Linked DNA regions of Rattus norvegicus: region 2 is linked to region 1. A link is a contact called in public Hi-C data. All regions are on one chromosome and are shown on one strand. Each heading gives the region's core, a stretch centred on a gene start, on an enhancer-like site or on the middle of the called end of the contact. The rest is flanking DNA. Distances are from core to core; before and after follow the strand shown. Region 1 has its middle 68 kb from the start of Epcam. Region 2 has its middle 14 kb from the start of Tmem247.

Region 1 (5,415 bases), core at 2,587-5,086:
CTTGGCCTAGTCTCTCTTCCCAGTTCCCTGATCCAACCTTTCTCTGAAACCCCAAGAGAGTAACACTTAGGCAGAACCTCTGTGGTGTCCTCCCATTGCAGACACTCCAAACTAGAGGGGCCAGGAGCTTGGAACTCAGCCTGTTCCGGAGAAGTCAGGTAAGCATGAATTCTGCCCATGGCTGGCACTCTCCTGATTCCAACTCCCTCTCGGTCACACCCAAGGGTTCCAGCTTTTCCCTATCCACTGCCACACCCAAACTACCCCCTCTGGGTTTGCATGCTAGGTAAATTTTCTGCTCACTACCCATTTGCCTACTCCAGACTCACGATCGATCGGGGCACTTCGGTCATCAGATGGTTTGATAGAAGTCTCTGTTCTGAAGGACTTAAAGGACTTGTGTTCCTTAAACATGCGAGCACGTCACGTGCAGCTCAGTCTCAGCTTTACCTTGTTCAGGGGTATTGCTTTCTGTATTATGTGTCACTCAGAGTGAGCGGTTTCATGCGCCTTGTTTTTTGTAGAACCACAGGGAAACTGATCGTAACTATTCCCCTCAGAGATAGACTTCCCAGGTCACCCTGCAAGGTCTAATAAGGTGAGTCTTCTGTCAACACCTTGATCTCCCAGGCTTCTCTCACACCCTGTAATAGCCCTAGAAGGTTACATGCCATTGTGTAGCTGCTGTAGCCCAAGGATGATGTAACAGCATCAGCAGAGAGCATGTGGGCATGTGGGTGTGGCCAGGCACTGCCAGGAGAGATCCTGGGAGGAAAGCAGCTATCACATCGGGACTTTGGGCCCTGGGAGGAGTTTCCTGGTCTCAAATATCCTCTGTGCCCTGCAAGTGTCTAAGCAGAGAGTAGTAAAGTCTGGTAGCTGGGGCTTAAGTCCATCTGCTCCTTACCACCGAGTGAATCTGTGTCTCTGAGATTCTGTTTAATCATGCTAGAGGAAGGTTGTGTCGGACCTATTTTATTTTGTTTGGTTTTTCGAGAGGGATTCACTGAGTCCCCAGGATCCAACCGTCTACCCATCAGTGGTGGGGCTATAGGGATGGGCTAACACATCTGGCTTTTCTCTGCGTGTTGGGGATACAAACCTAAATTCCCATGCTTGTACAACAAGCGCTATATCCACTGAGCCATCTCCCTAGTTCCTTTTTTAAAATGTATTATTTTATGTGCACATCTGCATGTGTGACCATGAGTATCACAGCACATACGTGGAGGTCAAAGGGTGACTAATGGCTCTCGCTTTCTGCCTTGTTTCTGACATTGGGCCTCTCCTGATTGTGACACTCACTAGTTAGCCCACACTGACTAGCACACTCTAGGTCAGCTAGCCCTTGAGCTGAAAAGGTGAGTCTCCTGCCTTGGCCTCCCATTTTGCCGAGGACAAGGTGCAAGGAAGTATAATGTATGACTCATTGTGCCCGGATTGAGTGCTATTTTAATGACTGTCGCTTTAAGGGTTTTTGACATCAGTGTCACTTTTGCTAGTGGTATCCAGGAAAGGTGGTGTCGGATTTCAGGATGTGTTGTGTTCATTTCTCCTTTACGGTGGGAACAAACTGAAGGGCAAAAACTAGAGTCTCAGGAAATAATAAAAGTTTGTGTGTTACTGTGCTCCAGGCACTGGGCTAGACATTTTATATTCAAGCATCGCCACCCACCATTTTAGAAATAATTTCTGTTTTCATAGTGAGAAAACAGAAGAGACAAGCAGGTAATTTGGCCAGTGTACTGCTGAGTTGAGAGGCTTCAGCTGGCCAACCTTTGTTGTTGTTGTTACGGTGTGTGTGTGTGTGTGTGTGTGTGTTTGTGTGTTTGTTTGTGTGTGTATGTATGTTTGTGTGTGTGTTTGTGTGTGTATGTGTGTTTGTGTGTATATATGTTTGTGTGTATGCATGGTGTTTGTGTGTGTATATGTTTGTGTGTGTTTGTGTGTGTGTATGTTTGTGTGTGTATGTATGTTTGTGTGTGTGTTTGTGTATGTATGTGTGTGTTTGTGTGTGTGTGTGTGTGTGTGTGTGTGTGCATATGTGCATGAGCCCAAGAAGGTCATCAGATGAGGCACCTATCCCAGGGAGTCACTGACAGCTGTGAGAGCCAAGGCCCTCCATGTGGATTCAGGAACTGAACCCTGGTCCTCTGCAATCAGAGCAGTCAGTGCTCTCAACCCCCAGCCATTTCTGCAGCCCCTAGAAGTGGGTTAGAACACAGAGCACAGCTCCCCTGTCCCCTGTTCCTACACTGTGCTTTTCTCCTTGTCTTTCTGTGGTTGGTCATTCTCTAACGCGCCCTGTGAAATGGGAGGACAGTAACTGCACATTTAGTGTGTGACACCTCTCTAAAGTATTTCCAGGGCACTAACTAAACAGAGCGTCTGGCCCATAATAATGACTCAATAGATTTTTGAAGTCAGTCTCCTGTACACCCCTCCCCGGCCAACCACCCTCCACCTAGGGACTGTGTTGCCCTGGCAAGCCACCTTGTGACCCTACCCTGTCCTTGGCACCTGCCCTTGGAGCCAGGCACAGCGAAAGCACACCATCACGCTGCTCTGTGGTGAGATGTCACCTGACCGTGAATTCAGCGTACAGTTTGTGAACAGAGAACATGGCACAGGGGCCAGAGCAGAGACTCTTCCCACAGGACAACCATGAATCCCTACTCCCCATTTCTTTCTAGTAGCCTCTCTGGCCATTTGGGGCTGTTATCTGTAAGGAGGCAATTTAATCCTCCTTCAGGAATTCAGAGTCATAAACCCATTCCCCAGGGAGCTGGGGTAATAAGAAAGAGCAAAGTTTCGTATTCTGCTCTGATAAGAGACTTGTTTAAACAAGATCACACACAAAGCCAGCTTGATCCTCATACCCTTCACTTCCCCCTTCCCCCTCCCGCTTGTAGGATTGGAGAGCCGGTGTGCACTGCTGGGCTGGAGCCCTTGCTGCCACCAGCACATGGCTCTCAAGCACATGCAGTCTCCCACCGCCCTCCCTGGTCTTGGTTCCGGAAGTCAGCCTGCACCGGCTCATCTGCATTTTGGAGGCAGAGCAACCTTCAATACTGTGGCTGGTTCCAGTGCCCTGGTGTCGCCTGACCTGGGTTAGAAAAGGAGTAGGGGGTTGGGGATTTAGATCAGTGGTAGAGCACTTGCCTAGCAAGCGCAAGGCCCTGGGTTCGGTCCCCAGCTCGGGGGGGGGGGGGGGGGGGGAGCAACCTGGAAGTGTCCTCTCAGACTGCAGCCATGTGGAGTCCGGCAGAGGCCTTCCCTCTGCCCGGTCCTGGCTCCTCAAGAGTGGAACCCCTCGGATGGACACAGCAGAGAAAAAGTGAGAAAAAGGGGGCTGTTTCCACAAGACCACTGAAGTGGGTTTGCTTTGTTTGCTCCGTGAGTGACACTGTGGGTGACAGTGTTCAGCCCCGATGATAAAGGGTGGGACCACGGTTTGTCACGATCTTCAAGTGCCACAGAAAACTGTCCACCCAGGTCTTCTTTCCTCTGCAGATCTGTCAGGCAGTCGCAGTGTAGGGGTGATATCGCATTCACCGGGGACAGTCAAATGAGCGTGTGCCTTGCACCAGGCTGGCCTTCTCAGGCTGCAGGCTCCCAGGCTATCCCAGGCTGGCCTTCTCAGGCTGCAGGCTCCCAGGCCACAGTGAGGACTGGGTTGCAGTTGCCAGTGAAGGTAGAGGAGGCAAGGATTCCTACCCCGAGAAATCATGGCAGGACCTGGGGCTTCAGGCAGAAGGGCCAGCTCCTTACCCTGACTTACAGGATTCTAGGCCAGGGCCCAGCAAACCCTTCTCATGACACTTCTGGTACATTCCACAGAGTCTGAAAGGGCTTTTGTCCCCACATAGGGAGAACAAACAACAAAGGCCTGTTGTGCGGAGTAGACTTGGAAGGGGAAACCTTTTGCTTGAGGAGTCCAGCTTTGCCTGTCGGCTTTAGCCCTGATGTGGTCAAACAGGAACAGGAGGAGGGTGACTTCTGGGTTCCCACACACGTGGCTGCTGTCTCTCTCTCTCTCTCTCTCTCTCTCTCTCTCACACACACACACACACACCTTTGGACAGTCTGTGGGCTGTGGGAAGGCAGTCAGTCAGCCCTTCAGGAGCTTCAGGAGATGAATCTTTTGTGACTTCGGTTTTTTTTTTTCCCCCTGGGAGCAACATAGGCCCAGAGTGAGCTACAACCCGCCATGGGTCACACCAAGCCTCACAGTACCTACCCATGAGAATGTGAGGCTGGTCTGTGGGTGCTATTCAGGATACAGCACTTGCTTAGCATGAAGCAAAGTCCTGAGGTTATCCCTGACACCTCAAATAAACACGCAAACACATACAAACATCACACACGCAGGCCCCTAGTGCAACGACATTACTCCGAAGTCACTGAGGCTGGGGAAGGGAGGGTTCCCTCTGGTACTTTGCTCCAGCCTTCCCTTCCCCTTCTCTGGTATATTGCTGTGCGATTGGGTGTTGGCAGGGCTTGTGTGAGGCTGTGGTCAATCACCAAGCCTGATGCAGAAGCTGTGGAAGGACGCTACCTACTGGCTTGCTCTTCATAGTTTGCTCATCCCACTTCCTTACAGCATCCAGGACCAGCAGCCCTGGGGTGGTCTCACCCACAGCGGGCCCGGCCCTCACCCATCAATCATCAATCAAGAAAACCACCACAGGTTTGCACACAGGCCTATCCTATAGAGGCATTTTTCAATTAAGATTCTTCTTTCCACATGACCCTAGCTTGTGTCAAGTTGATATAAGAAGTAGCAAGTACATGATCACACACACACACACACTCACACACTCAAACACAGACACACACACACTCACACACTCAAACACAGACACACACACTCAAACACACACACACTCAAACACAGACACACACACTCACATACTCAAACACAGACACACACACTCAAACACACACACACTCAAACACAGACACACACACTCACACACTCAAACACAGACACACACACTCAAACACACACACATACACATACACTCACATACACACTCAAACACACACACCACATACACACTCAAACACAGACACACACACTCAAACACACACACATGCACACATACTCACACACACATACACACGGACACACACACAGTCACACACATATGACACATAAATACACATGCAGACATACACAAACACAATGAATAAAATGTAATTTAAAATTTTGGGGGGGTCTGGAAGGATGGCTCAGTGGTTAAGAGCACTGAATACTTTACTAGAGGGACTAGGTTTTTTGTTTTGTTTTGTTTTGTTTTGTTTTTGTTTTGTTTTGTTTTTTTGGAGCTGGGGACTGAACCCAGGGCCTTGCGCTTGCTAGGCAAGCGTTCTACCACTGAGCTAAATCCCCAACCCCGGGACTAGGTTTTA
Region 2 (4,799 bases), core at 1,242-3,741, 750 kb after region 1:
AAGAGGGTCTCACCTGCATTCACAGGAGTTTAATCTTGGCTTTGCTTTCAGATGTCAACCCTAAGGTACCATTTCCCGGGGGGGGGGGGGCACTTCTCAGGAAGCCAATCCCAGGGAGTGTAGCCAGAGGCTCACGTGTGTCCTCCACTGTGCTATATAGATACTTGCCATTGTGGGTTTGGTTTAATCCTTGTGTTATGTTAATTGGGCTCCCAAAATTGCACAAGAATCTGCACATAGGATGCTAAGGGTCCCTGCCTCCAGTCAGGGTTTTTTTTTTTTTTTTTTTGGTTCTTTTTTTTTTTTTTTTTTGGAGCTGGGGACCGAACCCAGGGCCTTGCGCTTCCTAGGCAAGCGCTCTACCACTGAGCTAAATCCCCAACCCCCTCCAGTCAGGTTTAATTGATAAATAAAGTTGCTAGTGGCCAATGGGTGGCAGGGAGACAGAGGCAGGACTTCAGGATATGCGGGTCGTGGGACAGAGAGAAGGAAGAAGGAGGGTTGAGAACCAGCACGTTAGGAGAGGACAAAGACCAGGCCTGAGGGGTGCAGAAGAGAGATAGCATAGCAGTCATGTAAGAGCCGGGAAGAGTGGCTGCAGCACCCCCCCCACATGCACACACACATGAACACATGCACACACATGCACATACATGCACACGTGCATGCACGCACACACACATGCACATACACGTACATACACACACATGCACACGCACACATGCACACATGCACACACACATGTGCACACACACACGCACACACACTGTTTAGGTCAACAGTGATGGAATATAGATTTTAGCAAGTAATAACTCGGGAGTATCAGAAGGGAGGTGTTAGCCATATGGATGTTTGGGAGTGACCCAGCCATTAAGCTGATTAAGGCATATTAAACACAATGCTGTGTGTGTGTGTCTTTCATTTGGGACTCCAGAAGGTTGGGGCAGGTAGCCAGGAACTCATGCTGCCTTGGCTGCCTGGACGATTTGAGTGGAATTAATCACCTACCACAACAACTTGCAATTCACAGTTGCATAAGGCAGGCCCAAGAGTCTCTCCGTAAATGGAAAGGGAACACCTTGGCTTACGCAGATGTCTCCAAAGTTCGCTGGTTCTAGACTCATTCTCCATCCACCTGCTCCCCTGAGAACTGGGGCTGAGACCTGTACAGTGTCTTTGGGACCAGCCCTGGAGCTCATGAGGAACCTGCTTTTCTCATACTGGGTTCACGAGAGTGGCGGTAAAAATAATCTGCAGAGACTATGCTCAACCCTGACTTTGACACGTGCTCCTTGCAGCTCAGGGGTGCTGACACAGCTTACTTGCACACGTGTTTTAGTGACTACTTGTCACAGTCCGAGCAGGCCACTAGCACATAGTAGGTGTTCAGCCACATGCTTGTTAAAGTGTAAGGCCAGGTGCTCCAGAAGTGATTTCTCAAAAGAAAATAAGTGTGTGGTTGAGCACAGCTCTGCGGTAGAAAACGAGGCTCAATCTTGCTCTCTTGGTATTCAGGAACAGTTCCTCTTGGTCTTCTGTGTTTGGGTTTGCTCTAAGAAGCCCTGGAGCGTCCGGGCCCGCCCCTTCCTTGGTAGCAATACTGCTTTCGGTCCAGAAGATGGCGAGCAAAGCCAACAGGAAGGCACGCAGTTCATTAGCTCAGCGCCAGGCCTGAGTGAGCGGTTAGCTCATCTCTTAAGAGACAGGGGTTGGAAAACTGTTTGCCAACGCTTTTAAATATGCGCGGAGGATAAGGGCTGGCCTCGGAGGCAGGGCTTCGGGCTGACCTCTGTGAAAAGGAGCAGTTTAGAAAGGGCAGCCGAAGTGGAAAGATCACAGCAGGTGTGACTGGGTCGTTCTTCAAGAGCCGCTTTCACATCTTCAGCAGCTTTTCTCTAAAGCCAAAACAGCCGGGGAGCATCGGCAGGCCAGGGCACCATCCTTGTCTGAGATGCTCTCTGGCTTTGGAAAGCAGTCCGAGTTTGTGGTCCTTGGTGACTCTCCAGTGTACTGGAGGCTTCCAGGGGCTTCCCGGTCATGTTTGCACGGGTCTTTATACTGAACGGAGGTTGGGAAAGCTTTACACAATGATTTGAGCTGACTAGAAAGAGGTAACAGATCGATGGGGGAGGTTCCAGCCAGGTGGGAATTTGCCAAATAGCTTTTAAAAGAGGTTGAGGAGGCCATCCAATGCTGTGTCTTCAAAGTCAGCGTGATGCAAAGTAAGGTCAGACAGGGCAAGGGTGTGACCCTGGGAAGGGGTGAAGTGCCTCCCCAATTTTTACACAGATTTCTAAGGCTACAGCCACCCTCCACCCCACCCCCATTTTCTTGTGACCTAAATCCTCCCCTGAAGCAGAGCTGGGCTCTAGGCCAGGGTGTCAGTCATGGACAAAGGCGTCCTGTTTCGAAGATCTGGCCACTGTGTTTGCCTGAAGAGTCCAACAAATGCTGTAGGCCTCCCCCAGCCGATAACATAGAAATACAGAGTTCCTCCCAGGACACCAGCAACACTGCCCCCTCAGGTTTCCACGGCATGGTGTCAGGGCTGTATCCATGAGGCCACTTGGTTCTGATTGTATGGTAGCTGCTAGGCTGGCTTCTTCCTCCAGATGACCCCATTCTGGCTTTGTTTGTTTTTCCTAGCTGACTGGAAAGCCTTTTTCTCAGGTTTTTGGATCAAGAGTGAATGACACCCCAATGTAGCCTGTTTTCTCTCTCTCTCCCTCTCCCTCTCCTTCTCCCTCTCCCTCTCCCCTCCCCTCCCTGTCCCTCTCTGCCTATTTTATCCTCCTGCTTCCCAGAACCCTGGTACTTCTGCCTCTCATTGAAGGCACAATGCCGGAGGATGCTGCTGGCCTGAGGACTCATTGCTGTACAGGAGGGAGATAGAACTTTTTAGCTCAGTAGGAAGTTTCTACTCCAGAGGAATGGGGATGCTGACATCTACCTGTCATCTGGTCACTGGGGGTGCAGAGACAGCAGAGACGACAAATGAGTATACATTAAGGGGGCCAGGTCTCTTAGTGGGAAGGAGAGGATGGGGTGGAGGGTGTGTCAGGTGGGAAATGGGGGGACAGAGGCACAATGCCAGGGAGAGGTCTGTGAGACATCTCTAGGTGTCGGGAGGCACAGCTTTCCAGCTTATACAAGAGCTGTGTGTGTGTGTGTGTGTGTGTGTGTGTGTTGTGTGTATGTGTGTGTATGTGTGGTGTGTGTGTATGGTGTGTGTGGTGTGTGTGTGTATGGTGTGTGTGTGTGGTGTGTGTGTGTGGTGTGTGTAGTGTGTGTGTGTGGTGTGTGTGTGTGGTGTGTGTGTGTGTGGTGTGTGTGGTGTATGTCTATGTATATGGTGTGTGTGGTGTGTGTGTGTATGGTGTGTGTGTATGTATGTGTATGGTGTGTGTGTGTGGTATGTGTGTGTATGGTGTGTGTGTGTGGTGTGTGGTGTGTGTGTATGGTGGGTGTATGTGTATGTGTATGGTGTGTGTGTGGTGTGTGTATGGTGGGTGTATGTGTATGTGTATGGTGTGTGTGTGGTGTGTGTGGTGTGTGTATGTGGTGTGTGTGTATGGTGTGTGTGTGGTGTATGTGTATGGTGTGTGTGTGGTGTGTGTGTATGTGTGTGTGTATGGTGTGTGTGTATGGTGTGTGTGTATGGTGTGTGTGTATGGTGTGTGTGTGTGTGGTGTGTGGTGTGTGTGTATGGTGGGTGTATGTGTATGTGTATGGTGTGTGTGTGGTGTGTGTATGGTGGGTGTATGTGTATGTGTATGGTGTGTGTGTGGTGTGTGTGGTGTGTGTGTGTGGTGTGTGTGTATGGTGTGTGTGTGGTGTACGTGTATGGTGTGTGTGTGGTGTGTGTGTATGTGTGTGTGTATGGTGTGTGTGTGTGGTGTGTGTGTGTGGTGTGTGTGTGTGGTGTATGTCTATGTATATGGTGTGTGTGTGTGTGGTGTGTGTGTGTGGTGTGTGTGGTGTATGTCTATGTATATGGTGTGTGTGTATGTGTGTGTGTATGGTGTGTGGTGTGTGTGTGTGTGGTGTATGTGTATGTGTATGGTGTGTGTGTGGTGTGTGTGTGTGTGGTGTGTGTGTGTGTGGTGTGTGTGTGTGTGTGGTGTGTGTGGTGTATGTCTATGTATATGGTGTGTGTGTGGTGTGTGTATGTGTGTGGTGTGTGGTGTGTGTGTGTGTGGTGTGTGTGTATGTGTGGGTGTGTGGTGTGTGGTGTGTGTGTGTGTGTGTGTGTGTGTGTGTGTGTGTGTGTATAGGGTGCCATGAAGAGCAGCATCTGTGGTAACAGAGCTATGGTCATTGCCCTTGGGGAAGGAACTACTTGGCTGTGTGGAAATAAGTATTTGGAGAATTAATGTGGCTTAAATTAGAGTGGAATGGGAAAATCCAGGGGGAAGGGAACCATTTAGGAGTTGTCAGTTCTGGGCAACAGTGGATGACAGGGAGATTAAGAAGGTACCTGGGGACAGATGTCAACCACAGCCTGCAGGAAAAATTGACACAGGCCCCTGGGAGATGAGAAGGACCTTGGTATCTAGGAAGTCACAGAGGGAGTCCTGTGGAAATCCTGGTGTGGCCAGAAGGCTCAGCCCCTAATGTGCCCACAAAGGGATCTTATTCATGTGGTCACTTGTGTAAGGAGCAAAGCAGAGCCTATAGCCAGACAGGACCTTTCCGTGGCTTCCTCTCCCACTCTGGGCTCTTGTTCCTTCAGGGGCCACTCAGCACCCTGACTGCATGCACACTTGGCTAAGCCTCTGCTGCCAACCAGTTTAAAAAGT

What was found. A called contact is a pair of places that touch in the nucleus more often than the background predicts.
Region 2: a Hi-C map of Schwann cells shows a contact between it and region 1, with 18 times the contacts expected there. The contact joins two enhancer-like sites. A contact is called at or near these places in 2 of 12 Hi-C or Micro-C datasets (the A7r5 cell line and Schwann cells).

The regions. Positions count from the first base shown.
Region 1 is chr6:12,714,560-12,719,974 of GRCr8, forward strand. No RefSeq gene overlaps it. Among named protein-coding and RNA genes, the nearest start is that of Epcam, 68 kb to the left of the region's middle. Within about 2 kb of position 3,837, at least 36 of the 93 cell types and tissues checked have an H3K27ac peak or open chromatin away from gene starts, as enhancers often do. A contact at or near this core is called in Schwann cells, where this site is marked.
Region 2 is chr6:13,466,055-13,470,853 of GRCr8, forward strand. No RefSeq gene overlaps it. Among named protein-coding and RNA genes, the nearest start is that of Tmem247, 14 kb to the left of the region's middle. Within about 2 kb of position 2,492, at least 47 of the 93 cell types and tissues checked have an H3K27ac peak or open chromatin away from gene starts, as enhancers often do. A contact at or near this core is called in Schwann cells, where this site is marked.